Linked DNA regions of Mus musculus: region 1 is linked to region 2. A link is a contact called in public promoter capture Hi-C data. All regions are on one chromosome and are shown on one strand. The core of a region is the stretch at or near the end of the contact, and the rest is flanking DNA. Distances in the headings are between cores, read along the strand shown.

Region 1 (6,215 bases), core at 3,599-6,098, 160 kb after region 2:
AAAATAGATCCTCAAGCTTTTAAAATCTCTTCTAGTCATAACCTGTGTTAGAGATGTGAAGATGGGTTATTGAAGAACTGACTGAGGCTGTGAGCTCATTAAGATCAGTCTGAGACCTCCTGTTGCCCTTGCAGTCGTGAAAACTTGGCTTGCTGTTTTTATGTATTTGGGTCGTCTTTATCTTAATGATAAACACTAGTGAAGCCAGGCTTGGTGGCGCACGCCTTTAATCCCAGCACTGGGGAGGCAGAGGCAGGTGGATTTCTGAGTTCGAGGCCAGCCTGGTCTACAGAGTGAGTTCCAGGACAGCCAGGGCTACCCAAAGAAGAAAAACAGAGAAAACAGAGAAACCCTGTCTCAAAAAAAAAAAAAGAAAAGAAAAAAAAAAAACCGACAAAAGAAACCCAAACCAACAACAAAAAAACCCAAAACACTAGAGAAAAAGATTGCCATTACTAAAAATAATTTGAAAGGTCCTGATTGATTACGGAGCTACAGTAGTGTTGACCCAGATAACCAGACACTGAACTCCTTCTTCATGCTCCTTGTAGCCTCAGTTTGGAGTTATTTATTCTCAACTCTGTGGATGTGGTTTGTTGAATGTCTATGTACAACATAGTTTGTGTCCTGAGAATGCTACAATTTCTGGATACTTTGAAGAAATTGAGCAGCCTAGCCAGAGCAATGATAAACTGTGGTTGTCAGCTCCTCTGAGTGCCTCTATCTTTTGCTCAGGAAGACATAGGCTTGTCTCCCCTGACAGAAGGGCTATGTTATGAGACACATTGTTGGTAATTTCATCAGTGCATTCACACAAACTCTGGTGGAACATTGTACTTAGTGTGGATCTGTAAACCTAGTGTGGTACACTCAAAGCAGTTACACAAAAATTCTTCTGGGTTATGTATAAGTTTTTTTCCCTTTTGTTTCAGAAAGTTCCTCCATCTTTGCTGTGTGAGGCCAAAACTGGTGCCAGGCTGACATGTCTTACTGTGTGGTTAGACAGAGCAGCAAATGGAATGGCGAGCCTTCCTCCAGCAGCAGAGCCCTGCCCTGGTGAGTTACGTTGATTGTTTAAAGACGGAGCAGGCTGTTGTTGAAGAGTCCAGATAGCGTCATTTGAGGGGAAGAAACAGGCCTTAATGCATTGTCTCATGTTTTAGACCAACCTAAGACAATCGAAAAGGAATCTGGTGACACAGTTCAGGAAGAAACATCAGAACCTAACTCGGAGAAATCTGATGTAAGTGGTGACAGCAAGCAGCCAACAAAAGGAAATAGCCCAGTGACAGCCAAGAAGAGGAAAATGGCAACCATGTCGGAAAAGAAGAGAAAGAAGAAAATGTAACTCACGTGGCAAATCCCAGATTTCTCCTCCCTATCTGAATGTCCTTTTGACGGAATTCTCCATGTCCCTGTGAGAAGAAAATATCTCCTTCCGTAGAAAATGTGCAGCTTAAGAAAAAGAACCGCTCTTTAGGTGGTGCTTTGTTTTGTTAAATGATAAACGTTATTTTGGCAGATGGCATTTTATTATAGATTGTAATATATAGTGATTGTTTACTTTAGCTGTTCAGAGCAAGTAAAGATCTGAAAATTGTATTTGAAATAATACAGAGCTTAATTACATTTATTTGGCGGTGCTTGGGATGAAGTCCAGACAGAGCCTCGCATGTGAGCTTTCTCTTTGCCCCCTGATCAGTCCCTTGGCCTCTGGCCCTGCTGCCTCCACACACCTGTTAGGAAGTCTTTACCAGAAGTGGATGAAAGGGATTTTCCAGACAATCTGCTTCTAAGCCGCGGGTAACAAGCAAATCTAAGGGCAAGAAGACAACACTTCTCATAATTTGTTGTCTTTCAGAGCATCAGTAGTCTCAGCTCACTTCCTTGTTGCTGTGTTGGCTCAGTGTCACCATAACCATTTGCTTCAGACTGGTGTTGGATAAAGGTGTGTCAGTGTGTGATGGTCTTAGAACAAGCCTAGCACACTGCGGGTACTTAATGACCATGACCCGTGTCTTAGGGTTTTTATTCCTGCACAGATATCATGACCAAGAAGCAAGTTGGGGAGTGTACTGGCTAGTTTTGTGTCAACTTGACACAGCTGGGGTTATCACAGAGAAAGGAGCTTCCGTTGAGGAAATGCCTCCATGAGATCCAACTGTAAGGCATTTCCTCAATTAGTGATCAAGGGTGGGAGGGCCCCTTGTGGGTGGGACCATCTCTGGGCTGGTAGTGTTGGGTTCTATAAGAAAGCAGGCTGAGCAAGCCAGGGGAAGCAAGCCAGTAAGGAACATCCCTCCATGGTCTCTGCATCAGCTCCTGCTTTCTGAACTGCTTGAGTTCCAGTCCTAACTTCCTTGGTGATGAACAGCAGTATGGAAGTGTAAGCTGAATAAACCCTTTCCTCCCCAACTTGCTTCTTGGTCATGATGTTTGTGCAGGAATAGAAACCCTAAGACAGGGAAGAAAGGGTTTATTCAGCTTACACTTCCACACTGCTCTTCACCACCAAAGGAGGTCAGGACTGAAACTCAAGTCAGGAAGCAGGAGCTGATGCAGAGGCTGATGCAGAGGCCATGGAGGGATGTTTCTTACTGGCTTGCTTCCCCTGGCTCGATCAGCTTGCTTTCATTATAGAACCAGCCCAGGGATGGCACCACCCACAATGGGCCCTCACCCCTTGATCACTAACTGAGAAAATGCCTTACAGCTGGATCTCATGGAGGCATTTCCTCAAGGGAGGCTCCTTTCTCTGTGATAACTCCAGCTTGACAGTTGACAAAACCAGCCAGTACAGCCTGTAACATGACACACTGTCATCATAGTAAGGGCATATTTTGTCAAGTGTTGGTACACACCTAATACTTAGGAAGCAAACAGGCAGATCTCTGAGTTCAAAGCCAGCTTGGTCTACAGAGGAAGTTCCAGGATAGAGCTATAAACATATATACATAAAAAATAACACCTTCAATAGATGTCAATTGCCTGAATGTCTTGAGATATCAAAAGATGGGAAATCCCAAGGGCATAGTGTGAGTAGAAGTCAAAAGAAGATTAAAGTCCATGGGCCCGTACGATGGCTTGGTGGCTGGTTGAGTGTACTTACCACGGAGCCCAAAGACCTGAGTTCAGTTTCTGAAGCCCACAGTTGTGGAAGGAAAAAAATTGTCTCCCCACAACTTGTTTTCTGGCCTCCACATTTGTACCACCACACATGTGCCCCCTCTCACATCCCCACATACACACAAAGTCATCTATGATAGAGTTTGTTTGTTTGTTTTTTTTTTTATAAAACATAACTTGGCTTTGGGAGGAGTTGTATGTAAACAATGTTTTAATTGAGCACGTGAGGCATCCTTGTAATCCTGGCATTCAGGAGGTAGAAGGAGTTCCGAGAATTAGAATTGAGGCAGTTTCTGACCACCCGAGAGCTTGTGTAAAGAAAACAAAATGTTAGAAGAAAACATGGGCTTCAATGATACAGTTAGCTGGAATCTCCTGGTTGTCCAAGCTTTTGTAACAATTCTATGTGGTTTGATTGCAACTTGGAGCCTTGACCTTTCCCTAGTGCCTACAGGAGTGAGTTGTATCTTCTACCTAGTCCTAGTTTATTTCCGGGATCCTTCTGTTGGCAGGCATCTAGGAATCTTGGTGCAGCCGGCCACTGTTATACCCACAGTGGCAAAGAGTTAACGGTCTCCTGAGAAGTGCACAGACAGAAGTGTATGAGGCTGGCATAACTAGGAATCCAGATAGCATGTGCCTGGAGCCTCAGTAACCCAGGAGGCTCCCGAGAGAGGATCACTTGAGCCCAGCAGTTCCAGGCCAGCCTGGGCAAAACAGAGTAGTTAAATAGTCCAAGATGCTGTATTTGCAGACACCAAAATTACGTGAGACGTTCAAGTATGATATACAGGAGACAAAACATTCACAGTCCATGACTAGGGCCATCACACGCAAGCCCCGGATTAAGTCCTTGACTACGTGTGTCCTCTACAGCAAGACCCTCAGTGCTCTTAAGGGCCAATACGTACAGTGCTTCTCTGATAGAGCGTGTGGGATTCAGTTCCGCACTACTATCTGCGCCAGGTTGCCGCCATCTTCATGAGGGTCAGCTGTGCCTGCTTGCAAAAGATGGTCCCAGCTGGGCTTGTTGACTGTTTGCCTGACTGTTCACCTTCATTTAGAAAAGGAGTGGAGAGGGTCGTGGGGCCCCTCACCTATATCCCGTTACCCCTTCCACCCAGTTTCATGCATTCTGACCTAGTTGCATGTGACTTGAGGAAGGGCTAGAGTTTATAGGTGGACAGGGACTAGGAAACGGGGCTCTGCACAGCCATAAGTAAGCCATCATTCTCGCTGGGTATAGGTTTTCCAGCATGACTTGTCCCTTCTGCCTGAAACTCCTCAGTCATGCTTTGTAAGGAACTTTAATAAACTCATTGGTTCCTCGGGGTGAACTTTGATTTGTAATTGAGACCTTCTGAGGAGTAAATACTTAGGCTCTCCCAGGGCAAAAATTTCTTAAAAATAGATTGGTTCACTGTTTAAATGTCTATACTTAAGATCTATACTGGGCACATGGCAGTACATAAACACTTTGAGTTGCTTTGACTTGTGGCTGATATGCCTCTTCTACCAGCCTGGTACCCTTTCCTGATGGCTTTTATTAATCCCATTATCCTTGTATCAAACTGGCTCACCCTCGGAGTACGGACCCCAAACTCAGCAGCCAAACCTGGTGCTCCTCCACCCCACTACTCCCAAGCCGGAACCAAGCCCCGCCCCATCACCCGAAGACCGCCTAGGATGATGCCCAGCCAATCACCTCAGGTTCCTCCCGGCTATCCAGGTCCCGCCCCTCCCGCTAGGACGCAGCGCACGCTGTGACGTCTGCACACCCGGCTCCTGACCTCGGCTTCTCGCTGTCTGCTCGCGCCCTCGTCCTACAGCACAGGCCTCCCGGCTCCGGCTCCGGCTCCAGTGTTGGTTGGGTGTGTTCTTACTTTGCCGACTCTATCACCAGGGGAATCGTTCCGTGCACACTCTGCTGAGCTCGCTTCCCCGGCCCGCTTCCCGCCTCTCTAAAATGTTCTCTAACTGCGGTTCCGGGAGTGGAAACCTAAACGCGCGTGCGCTGCTTCCGCGCCACGGAGGGCTTTTCCGTAAGAGAGCAGGAGTCACTTTGTAGGGTTGTAGCGCGTCTAAGTGCAGTTGCGACTAGGGTTCCGAGCATTTTCTGGTCCCTTGCTCCAGCCTAATAGGAGCCGAGGGTTGGGTGCAAGGGTTTCTAAAAGTTTGCAAACTGAGTATGGAGGACGTTGGAGAGAAAGCAGCATTTACCCTGCTTCTCGGAGACGCTAAGAAGAATGGAGGTACAGGCCATTTGTTTTCTGATTTAGCAATCAACTAACTGATGAGACAGTCAGCTGCTCCAGAGCTGCTCCGTGACTCCTGCTCGTTTCGGTGGGCCTGTGCTATAGTAGAGGCTGTGGTAAAAATATTTGGTGTCTCTACAACACTTAATATTCACAGAGGTGTTTTACTTGTTATCCAGTTACCTTCACTGGACAGCAGAGCTAGGGCGACTAGTGACTGTGTGTGTCCAGGCGGCAGTTGCAATCACACCCAGAGCTGTACCTTGAACTCATTTCTTCCTGATTGCTAGAGGTCAGCGTGTCTCTTGACTGCTCTGACCTCTCCTCCACAGGTGCAGGCCTGGTGTGGTCTCCAAAGCGACTGAACAATGCAGAAAGACAGTGGCCCATTGTAAGTGCCCTGTGCATCGGAGTAGAATCACTGGGAGCCTCTAAAACCAGAGCACATGACGGGAACCTCCAGCTTGGCACTGCCCACCAGGCAGCGTAGGTTGTGACATGATCCTTGAACTAGCGGCCTGGGACATGGACTTGAATCCAGTTCTGCCACTGGCTAGTTCTTTCACCGAGCCTGCCACCTGGCCTATCTTTCTTTCTGATTGGGCACTGGCAGAATTTGCTGGAAACGACAATCCTTTTGTCCCTGAGGATGATTTAAGCAATTACATTTACTTCTTTGTGTGGATGCATTCGTGCCATGTTGAGTTTGTAGGTGTCAGAGGACAATTTTCAGGAGTTGCGGGAGTTGATCTTCTGCTATGTGGACCATTGTAATGTAACCAAACTCAGGTTGCCAGCCTCCGGGAGCCGGGGGTGGGGGGCGCATCGCCACCA
Region 2 (5,913 bases), core at 1,956-4,455:
AGGAGGAGGAAGATGAAGAAAAGCAGAGCAGAAGCACATGGCCTAGAGAAACTGCAAGTTCTAAGGGGTCTCATAAGCTGTGGAAGATGGTAGTGTTAGCAGTAGATCTGCCCAATCTAGGCGCACAGCATGAAATCATACTAACTGTGTTGTGTTTTCATTGTCGGGGCATATTTGGGAGGAGATTTACTGCAATACGGGGCCTGTTTGTGGTTTAGAAAAAAATCGCTAGGCCTGGTGGAGGTGCATGCCTTTAATGCCAGTGCTGGAGAGGCAGGCTGAGGCAGGCAGAGGCAAGCTAATCTCTGTAAATTCCAGGCCAGCTTGGTCTATAGAGCAAGCTCTAGAACAGCCAGGGCTATACAAAAAACAAACAAACAAAAAAAACCACTGTCTTAAAAGAAACAAAGAAACGAAGAAAGAAACAAAACAGAAAGGGAAAAAGAAATGTTAATAGGTTAAAAGAGGAACATTTGAAGTTTTGATACATATGACCAAATTGCTCTAACATGATCCTAGCTTCCATGATCCCACGAGCATCCAAGCTGGCTTATCTTATTGCATTTCTGCTAACAATGGCAAATCTGTTGTATTTATTTTTTAAAAAATCTTCTTGAATTAACAAGAGGAAACATGTTTCATTGTTTCCCGTTTCGTTTCTAGAACATGGAGATTGAATACTTTTGAAATGTTATTCCTTTGTTATTGTTGTTACAGTGGCCAGCTTTCTGTAAGGTAGAAGAGAGCCTGAGAGTGAGGAGAGCGAAGAGTAGAACCTGGGGAGGTGTGGGAACTGAGATCAACCTGGGTGTGTGCACACCACATCACACACACACACACACACACACCAATCCACACTACAATACACACCACATATACTACAATATATGCTACACATACAACAACACATAACACATGCACACCACAACACACACAGAGCACACATACACTACAATACACTACACACACAACACACATACACATACACCACTGACACAGATCATATGAGTAGGTATGATTAAATCAAGAAGCAATCAGTGGTGCTGGAGAGATGGCTCAGCGGTTAAGAGCACTGACTGCTCTTCCGAAGGTCCTGAGTTCAATTCCCGGCAACCACATGATGGCTCGCAACCATCCTTAATGAGATCTGGCGCCCTCTTCTGGAGTGTCTGAAGACAGCTACAGTGTACTTACATATAATAAATAAATAAACAAACCTTTAAAACAAACAAACAAACAAACAAAACCAGAACAGCTGCAGGGGAAACTTCTTAAAAAAAAAAAAAAAAAAAAAAAAAGAAGCAATCAGTAACTGCCCCCAGGAAACCAGGTCCAGCAGATTGACTGACTGGTAGGCCATGTACAAACTCGATCCTGCCCTTAAGAATTGCTATCCTGGGCTGGTGAGATGGCTCAGTGGGTAAGAGCACCCAACTACTCTTCCGAAGGTCCGGAGTTCAAATCCCAGCTACCACATGGTGGCTCACAACCATCTGTAACAAGATCTCACGCCCTCTTCTGGAGTGTCTGAAGACAGCTACAGTGTACTTACATATAATAAATAAATAAATCTTTAAAAAAAAAAAAAAAGAATCGCTGTCCCTTTTCTCCTGACCCCACCTCCAAACTGGTTTGTAAACTGATACACGGACAGGACCATTATTAATAAAAAGAAGGCCACCACCACAGCCCGGCATGTTATGTCGTTTGAAATAAACTGCTAGTGCATGCCTTTAATACCTTTGTTGGTAAAAGGTACAGCTAGTGATGAAGCCGTTTTTTTTTTTTTTTTTTTTTTTTTACCTCTTGTTAGACTCCTCCTGACTCGGGTCTGTGTCTTACGTGTTCTCCAAAGTTACAGAATTCAAGGCCACAGATAAGCTGTCAGTCACATGAATGATCTGGGCTGGAGAGATGTTGCAATAGTTAATCGCCTTGACTACTCTTACAGAGGACCTAAGTTCAATGTCCAGTACCCATGTGCCAGCTCACAACTATCCCTAATTCTAGTTCCAGGGCACCATATGTCCTTTTCTGGGCTCAGAGGACACCAGACATGCAAACGGAACACAGACATACATGCACCCAGACAAAACACTCATACACATTAAGGGTGTGGGGTCTGTAATTTAACGTTTGTTTATTTTATCTTGTTTCTAAAACTTCAAAGAAAAAAATGTTTTAGCCCCACAGAATTTTATTAGTGGCTCAGACTTCCAACTACTCTAGAGAAGGTAGAGACGTTGATTAAAAACCCACAGTTGCCCATCATCTCTGGGGCAGGATGTTCCTGGAGGGGTTGAGAAGAGCTGCTTATCTTGCCTTAGAAGAACCTATTATCACGAGAAAATGGGACCCTCAAGATACACAACCTGCCTCCGAATCCCCAGCCCCGAATCCTGGCAGCAGCCCGGGATTATTTGTCCCCAGTGGGGACATAATTGAGTGGGCAAGTTGAAGGTCAATCCGGTCTGTCTTAGGTCTCAAACTTGGAACAAATGGCCGAGGGACCTATTTAACATATCAAAGTAGAACTGGTTACGAGGTTCTCCCAGCATCCCTCAGGCCCTACTTACAGGGTATGGCTGGGCATCCCCTGGCCCCTAGATAAACATCCCAGCCCAAGGCTGGGCTGCCCTTCCCCTAGTTACTCTTCCCAGCCATTTTGATTAGCCAGCCAGTTTTACTACCCTTTACTCTCCTGATCTCCAGGTTCTCCCTCTGCCCTCCTTCGGTCTGATTCAGGGTCCTGCTCACTCTGGACTCTACCGGATGTCTCTGCCTCTGACTATGCTCCTCCTCATGTCTACAGAAAAAAAAAAAAAATCTTCTCCATACGCTGTGAGTGGTCCTTTTGATTTATTTTTATTTATTTCTTTTTTTATTTCTTTCTTTCTTTCTCCTCTTTCTTTCTTTCTTTCTTTCTTTCCTTCTTTCCTTCTTTCTTTCCTTTTTTTTTTTCCTTCCTCTCAGTCTGAAGTTATACAGGCCATACAGGTCATCTTAACTGGGAACTAAATATAAGGGCATAACCTAAAGTGTGAAGATTGGGTTTCAACAGAAATCCAGAAGGCCGCCTCTGAAAGAGGCAGGCCCTGCGTGGCAAAGGGGAAGGTTGTCCTGGGATGCCTATCCTCAGCCCCGTGCCTTTGAGGAGGGTGAGGTACTTAGACCTTTGTAACTTCCGGAACTGGGAGTCCCCCGGGATGAAGGTCACACCTGGGCATAGGTTGGGGAATCAGAACCTCTGGTGGCCACTCCCTGTAGCCACTGTTTTCTAGCCTCGGGTGTGACCGGAGGCGCACCGTTCTTTCCTCGTGCAGCTCGAGTTCCAGCTTTTATTGTTCCACTCATAAACAATGCAGTGAACGCCTTTGCCTCAGAAGAGGATTCCCGCAGAATGCCTCTGTGGACCACTTCCAGGCAACTCGATCCCTCTGGGAACCTGTTCTATGGAGATGAACTGGCTGGAAAAATACGGGGAGAAGGATATTGAAAGGACTCGGCTTCCTCGCCATTACCACTAATTCCCCACCACCACCCCCATGGCATCTAAGACCCAGGGGGCTTGGGCCCATTTGGGCTAAACTTATATTCTATATTTTCAGAACCGAGCGCAGTGATTGGTGGAGTGGGAGGCAGGAGTGGGGAATGAATGAGTGAATGAATCACACTTGACCATGGCACCTAAGATTTCTGTTTCTGAAGATGTTTTTAATGACTAGAATGCTTCAGGGAGAGAGGAATGAAGATCTTTGAGAGGCTGGAGGCCAGTTGTGGGAGGGAGGACCCTAACACATCTTTTAGCTCTCCAAACTCTAAGAGCATCTCATGTTGCAAACGGACTGTGACAATCTCTTCCTTATTCTTTCAGACAAGGGCAAAGTTACAGATTTTAAGAGGTAACTGTCACTCTCTGGATTTTAAAATGCACATCAATCTCTCTCTTCCAGAATATCTCCTGTGAAGCTCGAACTTCACTCAACCAATAACAGGCTAAAATGAAAAATGAACCCTTGAACCAAGGGGCTAGTGATATGGCTGAGTGGGTAAAAGGGCCTGTAGCCAAACCTGAGGACCTGAGTTCAACTCACCAGGACCTGTATGGTGGAAGGAAAAGCAGTTGTTCTCTGACCACCACACACATGCGCACGTGCACACACACACCATGAGAGTGTGCATGCCCACGTACACGTGTGCACACACACACAATTTTTTTTTTAAAGAAAGGAAGCAACCCAGGACCCTGTAGAGTTACAAGTGTGTGAGGACTTTCCTTGTTATTTTAAAGATCAAGTAAGCAAATTAACATGTCCTTCCTTCCTTCCTTCCTTTCTTCCTTTTTTCCTTCCTTTCTTTCTTTCCTTCTTTCTTTCTTTCTTTCTTTCTTTCTTTCTTTCTCTTTTTTTTTCTTTTCATTTACTTCGGAGAAAAACTCTCATTATGTAGCTCATAGCAGCCTCAGACACTTACTTAATCCTCCAGTGTCTGTCTCCCAAGGGCTGAGATGACCCCTGTGCCTTTGTTGAAACTTAGTCGACCCTCTTTCCTCAATTGATAACACCTTAGCCAAACAGAGAACAAAGCACCAACTGGCTCATTGCAGACTGGTCTGTAAGACACAGGGAGACTGGCGTTCCTGGGCTTGGCTACCCTGCAGCAGGATGGACCTTGTTTCTTTGACCTCTAATCTACAGGGAGGTGATACTCCTTGGCACTCTTCTTAATGCAGGCTCAACCTAATATAGAACTCTACCCACAGAAGCTGTGGTTTTTGTTTCCTTAACTTCAAAATCAGATTGTGAAATTGATCAGGAATAGACCCCATACTAATACCAGTGTCTAAGATATACCCAACATGTAAAAATATATCCACCCTTACAAAATACGTGTGATGGCTAGTCTTGGTTCTCAACTTGAAATATCTAGAACAGAGAAACCTCAGTTAAAGAACTGGGTGTCTCAGACTGGCTGGTGGGCATGTCTGGGAGCAGTTTCTTGATTGGTAATGATGTAGGACGATCCAAAATACTGTGGGTAGTACTATTCCTAGGCAAGTGGGCCTGAGCTGTACAGGAAATATTGCTAAACAGGAGCCCAGGAGCAAGGCACTAATGATTATTCCCCCATATTCTGTACGTCATTTCCGGTCTCCAGGTTCCTACTGGAGTTCCTGTCTCTTTTTTACTTCATGATGGACTGTAAACTAAGATGAAATAAACGCTCTCCTCCCCAAGTTGCTTTTTGATCATGACTTTTATAAACAACAACAGAAAACAAACTACAACAGCATCCAACCTAAAACTATAAATACACTCGAACCTGTTGATTTTCTGCAACAAAGCGGGGCTGTCAAAACTCCTGTGGTCTGGGGCTCACCTCCTCGCTAAGCACTTAGCCCACAAAGCCTGCGATGGCCGGACACATCAACACAGAAGGGCTCCGGATCTTTCAGCCCCAGCTCCAACCTTGTTCCACCTCAGTTACCTATCTTGTCTGAACTTGACAAGACCCGCTTCATTTCTCCTTCCCTACTGCCCTGTTTCCCGCCATTTTAAATTAAACCCTAGAACCTGATCATTTTCTACCCATCATTCTTCCCGGTGACTTCTCTTCAAGGTCTAAAATTAGCTTGGACACCACGGAGCAGCCATGAGCAGGGTGTGATAGCTGCCTTGCCGCCAGTCTTCCAGTAGCCCCAGGATCGAAAGGGAAAAAAAATTCCTTAAGACTCATGGGTGACTAGCTACGAAAGGAAACCCACATCCAGAGGCTGTTTAGGGGAGTCCTCACCAGACCGAGATAGAGGGGTTGGGAGGAACCTGTCTTCTCAAATTACACCCCGCGGGAGCTAAGAACAGGAGAACACGTGACTCTTAGAGGCTCCGAGCTTGGGAAGAGCCTCCTCCCTTC

What was found. Promoter capture Hi-C pulls out the DNA fragments that hold promoters and counts their contacts.
Region 1: a promoter capture Hi-C map of embryonic stem cells shows a contact between it and region 2, with 4 times the contacts expected there. The contact joins the promoter of Tmem14c here to the enhancer-like site in region 2. A contact is called at or near these places in 25 of 39 promoter capture datasets (the 3T3-L1 cell line, 3T3-L1-derived adipocytes, the HPC-7 cell line and 15 more), 19 of 484 Hi-C or Micro-C datasets (CD4 T cells, bone marrow-derived macrophages, embryonic fibroblasts and 6 more), 24 of 115 datasets of contacts at active chromatin or transcription factors (the HPC-7 cell line, bone marrow-derived macrophages, craniofacial prominence and 15 more) and 5 of 9 other capture datasets (adipose tissue, embryonic stem cells, liver and 2 more).

Annotation. Positions count from the first base shown.
Region 1 is chr13:41,011,402-41,017,616 of GRCm38.p6, forward strand. It overlaps Tmem14c (transmembrane protein 14C), which reads left to right and starts at 4,849. Exons shown (of 6, transcript NM_025387.3): 1 at 4,849-4,997; 2 at 5,714-5,772. The coding sequence starts at 5,750. It overlaps Pak1ip1 (PAK1 interacting protein 1), which reads left to right. Exons shown (of 10, transcript NM_026550.3): 9 at 933-1,056; 10 at 1,164-1,632. The coding sequence ends at 1,348.
Region 2 is chr13:40,848,931-40,854,843 of GRCm38.p6, forward strand. No RefSeq gene overlaps it. Among named protein-coding and RNA genes, the nearest start is that of Mir5124a, 14 kb to the right of the region's middle. Within about 2 kb of position 3,206, at least 19 of the 459 cell types and tissues checked have an H3K27ac peak or open chromatin away from gene starts, as enhancers often do. A contact at or near this core is called in embryonic stem cells, olfactory sensory neurons and trophoblast stem cells, where this site is marked.